Regions from separate parts of the Mus musculus genome. Here regions 1 and 3 are each linked to region 2. Evidence: chromatin contacts called from public HiChIP or PLAC-seq data. All regions are on one chromosome and are shown on one strand. Each heading gives the region's core, a stretch centred on a gene start, on an enhancer-like site or on the middle of the called end of the contact. The rest is flanking DNA. Distances are from core to core; before and after follow the strand shown.

Region 1 (2,700 bases), core at 8-2,507, 180 kb before region 2:
TAATAAGCACTAAAACATCTTGAAAACTGTGGTCTTCACATTTGAAGTGGATTTTAAAGGCTCAGGTGCCACTGTAATAAAGTGAGGGGACTCTTCCTGGGTTCTTATTGAGTCTTAAATGCCATACTTTGTGCTTTCATTCATTCCTATTTACACACAACAGCCCAATGATATCATAGCCACAATTCGTAGATGAACCTGACCCCAGTTACACACTAGTCAGAGCCAAACCTGGGATTTGAACCTGAAACTGTCAGAGCTGGTCTCTTCCATTCTCTTCACACCTGTAGTCAGCTTCCAGGATACCAGGTCCCAGATTATGTTCAATCTGTAATGACACCCATTAGTTCTCAAATCCTGATTTAAGTCAAACTTCTTTCTGATTATCAGACCCCTATAGACAAAGGATTTAGATTAATATGTCATAGGCGTTCTTAGAATTCTGAAATACATGCATTTCACATTCATTGAAGAAGAAGAAGAAGAAGAAGAAGAAGAAGAAGAAGAAGAAGAAGAAGAAGAAGAAGAAGAAGAAGAAGAAGAAATAATAATCTGATCTTCAACTCCTACCCCTCTAATTTTCTCCCTGGTTGTGAACAAGACAGAGCAGGCTGCTCCAGCCTCCTGGTCTCCATTACCCTTTTCTATTCCATGCCGTGCCAGGGAGCTGTGAAGTGAAATGGCCACCCAGTGAGCAGGGAAGCAGGGCCTCATTGTCCTCAGAGTGGATTACGGCCCCATAAACAGCACAACACACTGGCATTGGCAGAGGCTGCAATGGGGAGGGGGGCTGACATGGCCCCCAAACTAGGCACGGGGCCCCTCTGTGGTGAAGGAGGAAGTCCCTGGACCCTGCTTCCCAAGTGGCCATTCCAGGAAGGACTCGGATGATCTGAGTTATGGAAACCAAATGGCCTGCCTTTGTTAAAGAGAGAGGAAGAAAAAGCCACTCATTTTTGTGGTAAAGTGAAAACAGGTTCCAAACCAGACAGCCCCTCTGAGAGGCAAAAATGCCAGCTCTGTAAGTGAACCCACAGCCTCCCAGCCTGGGTTCAATCTCGGGGACATCAGAGCTGTACCCCCAAGCCGCCACCGTTCTCCATCCTGCTTTGCCCCAGAAATATTTGGCCTTCCGAACAGGAAAGGAAGACAAAAAAAAAGGAAAATGAGAAATGTCCCTCTGCCCAGGCCTCTGCCTGCCTCCCACCCCTTGTTAGCTAGGACAGAGGGATGAGACAGGAGCCAGTGCCTGCCTGCAGCCACCTCAGAAGCCCTCCAGCTCAAACCACAGCATGGAGCCTGGAGTCACAGGCCTTCTGGGGCCACCCTGTGGCTGCCTGGGGGTCTGTGGGTGGGGCTGCACCACAGGTACTGTACACAAGAGCTGTGGGTAAACCACAGCCACAAGGAAATAAATACAAGATCCAGTCAGCCATGCTGGGCAGGGTTTGGCTTATTCCCTCCCCCAGGCTTCCCTGGAGCAGGAAGTCTCTCCGTGATGACAGGACACTGCAGAGTTTGGGTCTGGGCCTGGCTTGCTTGTATCACTATGTAGCTAAGATGGCACTTGGTCTTTCTGAACCTCCATTTTCATCTGAAAAATGATCCTGGGGTGGAAAGATGGTTCCGTTGGTAAAGTGATCCCCAGAAGGGTGAGGACCTGAGTTTGAACCCCTAGCACCGATAAAGGAACAAACAATAACTGAGCAAAGCAACATGGGCCTGTAATCAATCCCAACACTGAGGAGGCGAAGCCAGGAGGATAACTATGGCTTCTGTCCAGACAGCCTAACTGGATCAGGAAGACCCAGGGTCAGTGAGAAAACCCATCTCAAAAACTAAGATGGAGAAGCACAGAAGACATCTGATGTCGACCTCTGGTCTCCACACAGAAACAGTCTCTCTCTCTCTCTCTCTCTCTCTCTCTCTCTCTCTCTCTCACACACACACACACACACACACACACACACACACACACACCTTCCTTCCTCCCTTAGCTCCTAAGGCTGTCACTAGCAGAGCTGTCAAAGTGACTAGCAGGTTATTTGTTGGGCATCCAGACTTTGCGACACCTACCCACATGCTACCCAGGAAGGAAGCAGTGATTCAGCTAGCCTGCCTGGGATTTGCCTGTCTCTGCCTCCTCGATGCTAGGATTTCAAGTGCCTACCACCCTGCCTAGCTAGAAAGATGCTCAGGATTCGAACTTGGGTCCTCATGCTTGCACACAAATACTTAACTAGCTGTCTCTACTACAGATGACCTACCCTAAGGCACACTTGTGTCTGCTGGGTGCTCATGACAAACCCCACTGAAGCTGCCACTTCCCAGGTACAACTCTTATTGGATTTTCATGAGACCTGACAAAGCTGCCTGCCTTCTGCAACCCAGGGATATTTGCTGTACTTGTTTGTGTTTGACAGAGCATTTTCTCCATGAGGATGGGCTCTCCCAAACTGGATGTAGATGTGAATCTCCTTAGAGCCCCTCCTTAGCTATTCCTTACAGAAAAGCAAACTCAAACTATGTTGGTACAAGGATTAGATGGACATGGGACCAGGACACCAGCATCAGAAAGTGAGCCCTGAATTCTCTTCTAGTGGCTGCTACCACATGGGTTAGGGTGCTGCCATGTGTGTGTGCACATCGGGGGGAACTATATCAGCTTTCTGCTGCTCTGAGAAAGACCAACGTAAACAA
Region 2 (2,700 bases), core at 180-2,679:
ACCAAAGTAGAAACCAAACAAAGCAACAACAAAACTTGCTGCTGGTTTCCCAAATGACTTGGACTATAAACCACACTATTCATGTTTTCCAGGTCCCCTGTGAGCATTTCCAGGTTAACTTCTGTGCCTGCTCTTAATCAAAACACAGTGTAAGAGTACAGTGTTTGCACAGGTCTTGGTGTGCGCTACACTTTAGGAAGTATGATGTGTGTTCTATTGGTAAAATACTGTGTGCTGTTTGAATCCACTGAGAAACTGCCTCTGGAAATGGGGTTTTTCCCACCCCCCCACCCCCCACCATTTCAGGCCCAAGAATGTTTGTTCTCTCCAATCTGAAGACAGAATAGCCTTCTAAACACTGTGATAGGCACGAGAAAAAAACAGCCTAAGGAAAGCCATGGGAACAGCTCCAAGGAAAAACTATTTCTAACAGATGTTACTACTGTTTCCCCATAACAAACAAGTGTGTGCAGAGGGAAGGAAAAGCTGAAAAGTTAGAACCACCTCACCATCCCAGGTCTGTTTCTGCTCTACCCAATTTGACAATGCCCACTCTTGATACTCCGAAGCCTCCCCTTACTTGAGGGACCATTTTACCCTGACTAAACTCCAACTGACTGGGTTACAGAAGCCTTCCCAGTCAATTTCTGCTAGACATTTTGATATTTTGTTCTGTCTGTCTATCCATCATTTTCTACTGATTCTTTTCCTTTGGCTTGCCATATACTTCAGAAACTCAGCCATACAAAACCAAATGGATGGCTATAAGACAGAAAAAAAAACAAAAAACAAAAAAACAACGCCTGGAGGCTGGGGTGAGTCATACTCCATATAAAACAGACAAATTACATGAGGAGGGCGCACCTTTAAATCAAGAGGCAGCTGGAGATATGTGAGTCTAAGGCTGGCCTGGTCTTCAAAAGTGAGTTCCAGGCCATTTGGGACTATATAACACCCTACCCCTCCTCCCAAAAGAGCAGACAGTCTACCAGAGAAGGTAGTATTGCAGATGGAGATCAAGAACAGGCATGTTAAGACATGTTTCCTAAACTTAGTCAAGCAAATTCCCTGATGGCTTTTAGGCTAATTCTAGGAGTCCCCCAAGGTCTGAAATGACTTATGTACAATGTGTGAGACCCAGGCAGGCCTCTTGCTGCTCCTGCCTCAGCCTGCCAAGCATGTCATAATCTGGATAATGCTTTAGTCTAACTCTGACAACACAGCCATAACTAAGAAATAAATAGAAAGACTGCTTAGGAGGTGGGGTTCCTCAGGAGCGTCACTGAAGGAACACACCCATGAGTGACTGGCAATGTGACCTTTGGCAAACATTCAGCTGACAGTTCTGACGTCCCCGAGAACTCCTATCCTGTTTACATTAGACAACTCATATGCACGTAATACACGTAAGAGTTTTAAACACAGTAGCTGTCTCAGCGCTGGTGTATGACTCAGAAGGAGACGACACACATAGCACATGCAGGGTCCTAGTTTTGTTCCCCAGGATGTGGCACAGAGGGATTAAGACAACACAGTAACCACAGGAATAAAGGCATACCATGAAGTTCTCAAAGTCGGCCTCATTCTCTTCGCTTAGCAAACAGGTCTTTTTCCTGACTTAAGTTCCACGAATCCTTTGAGCACTGTGCTCTGGCCCTGGGTCTCCTCCCTCACAGATCTATGTGGTCCTCACGGTCCCACTCCTATTGCTCCTGTCTCCCCATTCTTCCTCTTTTCACTGTGCTCAGACAGATCGACATCGTACTGCTATATATAACCCAGGCTTTCCCTTCCCTGGCACCTACAGACCAGATAGCACCCAGACTTTAAAAGCTAATCAGCTTCCATAACAGAGGTGCCCCCTGAGCCCACCATCCACCTCCTCAGGACAGTTCCTCTCCCCAACTTTCCTAAACTGACTTTTATAATTCTTCAAATCCTAGACCTGAGACATACCCTAAACTACTGAGCATAAGCATAACAGAGCATAAGCCTCCTCATGGCTTTCACACCAATGCCCTCAGCTAATGCTCTTCCAGGCAGCCCAGTGTTCCCATCTGACCTCCACTTACTTACATCTTCCAAGCCTACACCTTCTTACATCGCGAGGCTTCCCCTCATCCCAACATCCCTTTCCTAAATTCAATACTAAACTTTAAACACTTTCTAGTGCTTGGATCATATTTTACATTTATTTAAATTGTTAATTATATATTCATATGATTAAATTATTAAGGGCAAGACTACATCAGAAACTCTGCTATGGTCTACTCCTGTGACATGAGTTGGAGACTAGAGTCTAGTCATGCGGTATCTGTAAGCTGCTGTGGTGTGTGCTCTAGAGACCAGAGCTGCTCTCTGACTTCTGCTTTCAACATGGAGCAAAGTGCAAACATGAAAGACCTCTGCAGAAGTTCGTGTTTTGCTACTTATGACAGAAACCTAGGGGCTGGAAAGATGGCTCAATGGTTAAGAGCACTTGCTGTTCTTGCAGAGAATTTGGGTTCTGTTTCCAGAGCACACATGATGGCTCCCAACTATATCAAACTCCTGTTCCAGTTCCTCTTCTAATCTCCAAGAGAATCAAGCACAAATGTGGTACACATATTATACAGACAGGCAGGCAAAGTGCCCAAGGTCTGATAACCACAGCAAGAACCTAGTGTGTGACTGTCACCTCGTAGTGGGATTATGCACATT
Region 3 (2,700 bases), core at 103-2,602, 150 kb before region 2:
ATGGAGGAGTGCTGCTTACTGGCTTGTTCCCTATGGCTTACTTAGTCTGCTTTCTTATAGAACCCAAGACCACCAGCCCAGGGATGGCACCACCCACCATGGGTTGGGCCCTCCCCTGTTGATCACTAATTGAAAAAATGCCTACAGCCAGATCTCATGAAGGCATTTCCTCAACTGAGGCTCCTTTCTCTCAGTTGACTCTAGCTTGTGTCAAGTTGACACACAAAACCAGTCAGGACACTGCCTACCCAAGAGTCACCTCTAGTGTGAAGTGCTGGTTCCGTGGCCCTGTTCTCCAGCCCAGGTTAGCTTGCTAAGTGCTAGAGCCTGCTGCTTTTACGTGGGGGCCAGGTTGCCCTCATCTGAACTCTGGCTTCTCTAGCACTCATGAGGCTGAGGTGCAGAGATCAGAAGCCTAGGCCAGCCTGAGCTACAGAGAAACTCTGAGACTGTGTGTAAAAACAAAACAAAACAACAACAACAACAAAAGCAAACAAGAACCGTAGCCTTCTCTGTAAGACTTCCCAGTTTCTCTGGATCTTCTTAGATCATATTTAGCTATAAGGTGGGAGAAATAAGAAAATAGGGTTTAGAGTTCATTAAATTATCAATAGGAATGAAATGTGCTAGCCTAGAACACAGAAAGAATAAAGATAATCCCTGTACATAAGTGTCCAGTAAACATTAGCTATATTAGTAGTTAATGTTCTTATCATTGTTATCATCTTCTTTCCATCAGCATATAAGTAAGATCTTTAGGAGAAATGTGTTTTGTTCCTTGCTGGGTATGCAGCCATGGAGTAACCCATGCCTCCTGCTCTGTTTAGATTCCCCACCACAGACTGAACACTTTGAGCCGGTCTAGTTGGTCCTGTGTCCCTGAGCTGCCCACTAAACACAGAGTACAGACACAATAGACACTTGCAGGGCGTGACAGTTCTTGCTCTAAGTTTCTAGAAAACAGAGTTCAGACTTCTATATTTGACAGCGACATTTACAGATGTGACATTGATAACTTCAGGAAGCACATGGGCCCTAGGTAGCAGCTTTCTCTAAGGGACGAGACCATTTTTAAGCAGCCCTTGGGGAGGGCTCCTTGCTTATCCCCCTCACTACATCGACGGGGACTTTTGACTCCTAAGGGGCTGCCGCAGAGCCGGCCATCACTCTCCATCCCTGGTGTCTTCCTTAGGAGTTGTCCGCCCTCCCCACCCCTACCCCCCTGCCACCATGAGCCAGTCCTTCACCCTTGCTGCCCACAGAAACTGCCCCATCTCCCACAGGAATGTAGAGCTGTGCTGCATAGTGTCTCAGCCTTTATGGAAGGCTGCAGTTTTATAAGCCTCTTGGTGACCAAACCACTTATTACTCCAAGTGCAGACAGGTTTACGACCTGAAATGTTCACCGTGCTGGTTGCTATGGGGAAACAGAGGAAAATTCCAGCTCAGTCTGAAGTGATCACTTGTATGGGATGGCTTGGTCCTCTCCTCTCACTCCCGTCCAGTGCTCCTTCTCTCATTGGTTGATACGGAGGCAGCAGCTTTCTTCCCTCTCTCAGTTGCCTAGAATACAGAGACAGACAGGACACAAGACTGGCCCCTAACTAGCATGTGATTTCTTGCCGACACCACTAACTGCATGCTCTGTTCCAGACTTCTGTATGCATGCCTTAGCCCAACGGTCCCTCCTACCATGGCCTTGTCTATGGAGGACCCTCACTTTCCCCTACCCCACACTCTGACTGCCCAGCCCTGCACCTGAGCCTGAGGCCTGGCTCCCTTGAGGGGCAATCCCACATTCCCAAACCTTGGCTTTTTGGCTGGAGTCAAGGGTGTTTAGTTCCCTGGCTTTTTGGTCAAAGACATTCCAGAGAGTTCCAGGGAATGAGAGTCGCCTTTAAACCTCGTCCAGAGCCTTATTGAGCTCTCAAAGTAGGAGTGACTCATATCCTGGCTCTGCCACTAACTTGTGGGGTCGCCCTGGACAGGTCACCCAGCCTCCCTCTTGTGTAGATGTGGGAGAAGGACAGCGCTGAGAGCCTGATAGAGACCTGTGCATGCTCTTCCCTAAGGAGCACGGTGGCATACCGCTGGGTTGCAAGCCTCCCTCCTCCTGAGCCCACTTGTGGATCCCACAGATCACTCACTGCACAAGCTTCCCTATGCTCACACTCGGACGTCTGAGAGGAGACCCCCATGAATATTCTAAAGAAGCCACTTGGGATATTTCTCATTATGAAAACTTTTTAAAGGAAAGAGATACGGATTTTTTTAAAAGAAGTAAACTGGCCTGCCAGTGACGGTTCTTTAACATCTCAGTACCTATAAATGAACTGTCAGTGAAAATGCCAGTGTGGGCAGACACCTGTAATCCTGCCACTCTAGCACTTGGGAGCAGGGGGGTGAGGGAGAGAGGATAAAAGGATTGGGATTTCAAGACCAGCCTCAGTCCAATAGTGAGTTCAAAGCCAGCCTGAGATACATGAAATCCTATCTCAAAACAATCAAAAGCTATTGGTGAGATTGTTAGTAAGCATCAAAGACACTCTTTCTGCCCCTTACTCTTGTTTTGTTTTGTTTTGTTTTTAGGAATGATTAGAAAACCTTCATTTCCTGTAAAAACTATATTACCTCTCTTTTTGTAGTATCTTAAGTTTTTTTTACATTTTTTATTAGATATTTTCTTTATTTACATTTCAA

Evidence for each region. HiChIP or PLAC-seq counts read pairs in DNA pulled down with a chosen protein or histone mark.
Region 1: a contact with region 2 is called in a FOXA1 HiChIP or PLAC-seq map of pancreatic cancer cells. The contact joins two enhancer-like sites. A contact is called at or near these places in 1 of 115 datasets of contacts at active chromatin or transcription factors (pancreatic cancer cells) and 1 of 9 other capture datasets (adipose tissue).
Region 3: a contact with region 2 is called in a FOXA1 HiChIP or PLAC-seq map of pancreatic cancer cells. The contact joins two enhancer-like sites. A contact is called at or near these places in 1 of 115 datasets of contacts at active chromatin or transcription factors (pancreatic cancer cells) and 2 of 9 other capture datasets (adipose tissue and embryonic stem cells).

Annotation. Positions count from the first base shown.
Region 1 is chr6:87,242,983-87,245,682 of GRCm38.p6, reverse strand. All of the region lies in intron 10 of Antxr1 (anthrax toxin receptor 1), which reads left to right. All of the region lies in intron 3 of Gm38851 (a long non-coding RNA gene), which reads right to left. Among named protein-coding and RNA genes, the nearest start is that of Gm38851, 21 kb to the right of the region's middle. Within about 2 kb of position 1,257, at least 20 of the 459 cell types and tissues checked have an H3K27ac peak or open chromatin away from gene starts, as enhancers often do. A contact at or near this core is called in pancreatic cancer cells, where this site is marked.
Region 2 is chr6:87,068,065-87,070,764 of GRCm38.p6, reverse strand. The region is part of intron 11 of Gfpt1 (glutamine fructose-6-phosphate transaminase 1); the gene reads right to left. Among named protein-coding and RNA genes, the nearest start is that of Gfpt1, 27 kb to the right of the region's middle. Within about 2 kb of position 1,429, at least 93 of the 459 cell types and tissues checked have an H3K27ac peak or open chromatin away from gene starts, as enhancers often do. A contact at or near this core is called in pancreatic cancer cells, where this site is marked.
Region 3 is chr6:87,218,478-87,221,177 of GRCm38.p6, reverse strand. All of the region lies in intron 12 of Antxr1 (anthrax toxin receptor 1), which reads left to right. Among named protein-coding and RNA genes, the nearest start is that of Gm38851, 3.3 kb to the left of the region's middle. Within about 2 kb of position 1,352, at least 57 of the 459 cell types and tissues checked have an H3K27ac peak or open chromatin away from gene starts, as enhancers often do. A contact at or near this core is called in pancreatic cancer cells, where this site is marked.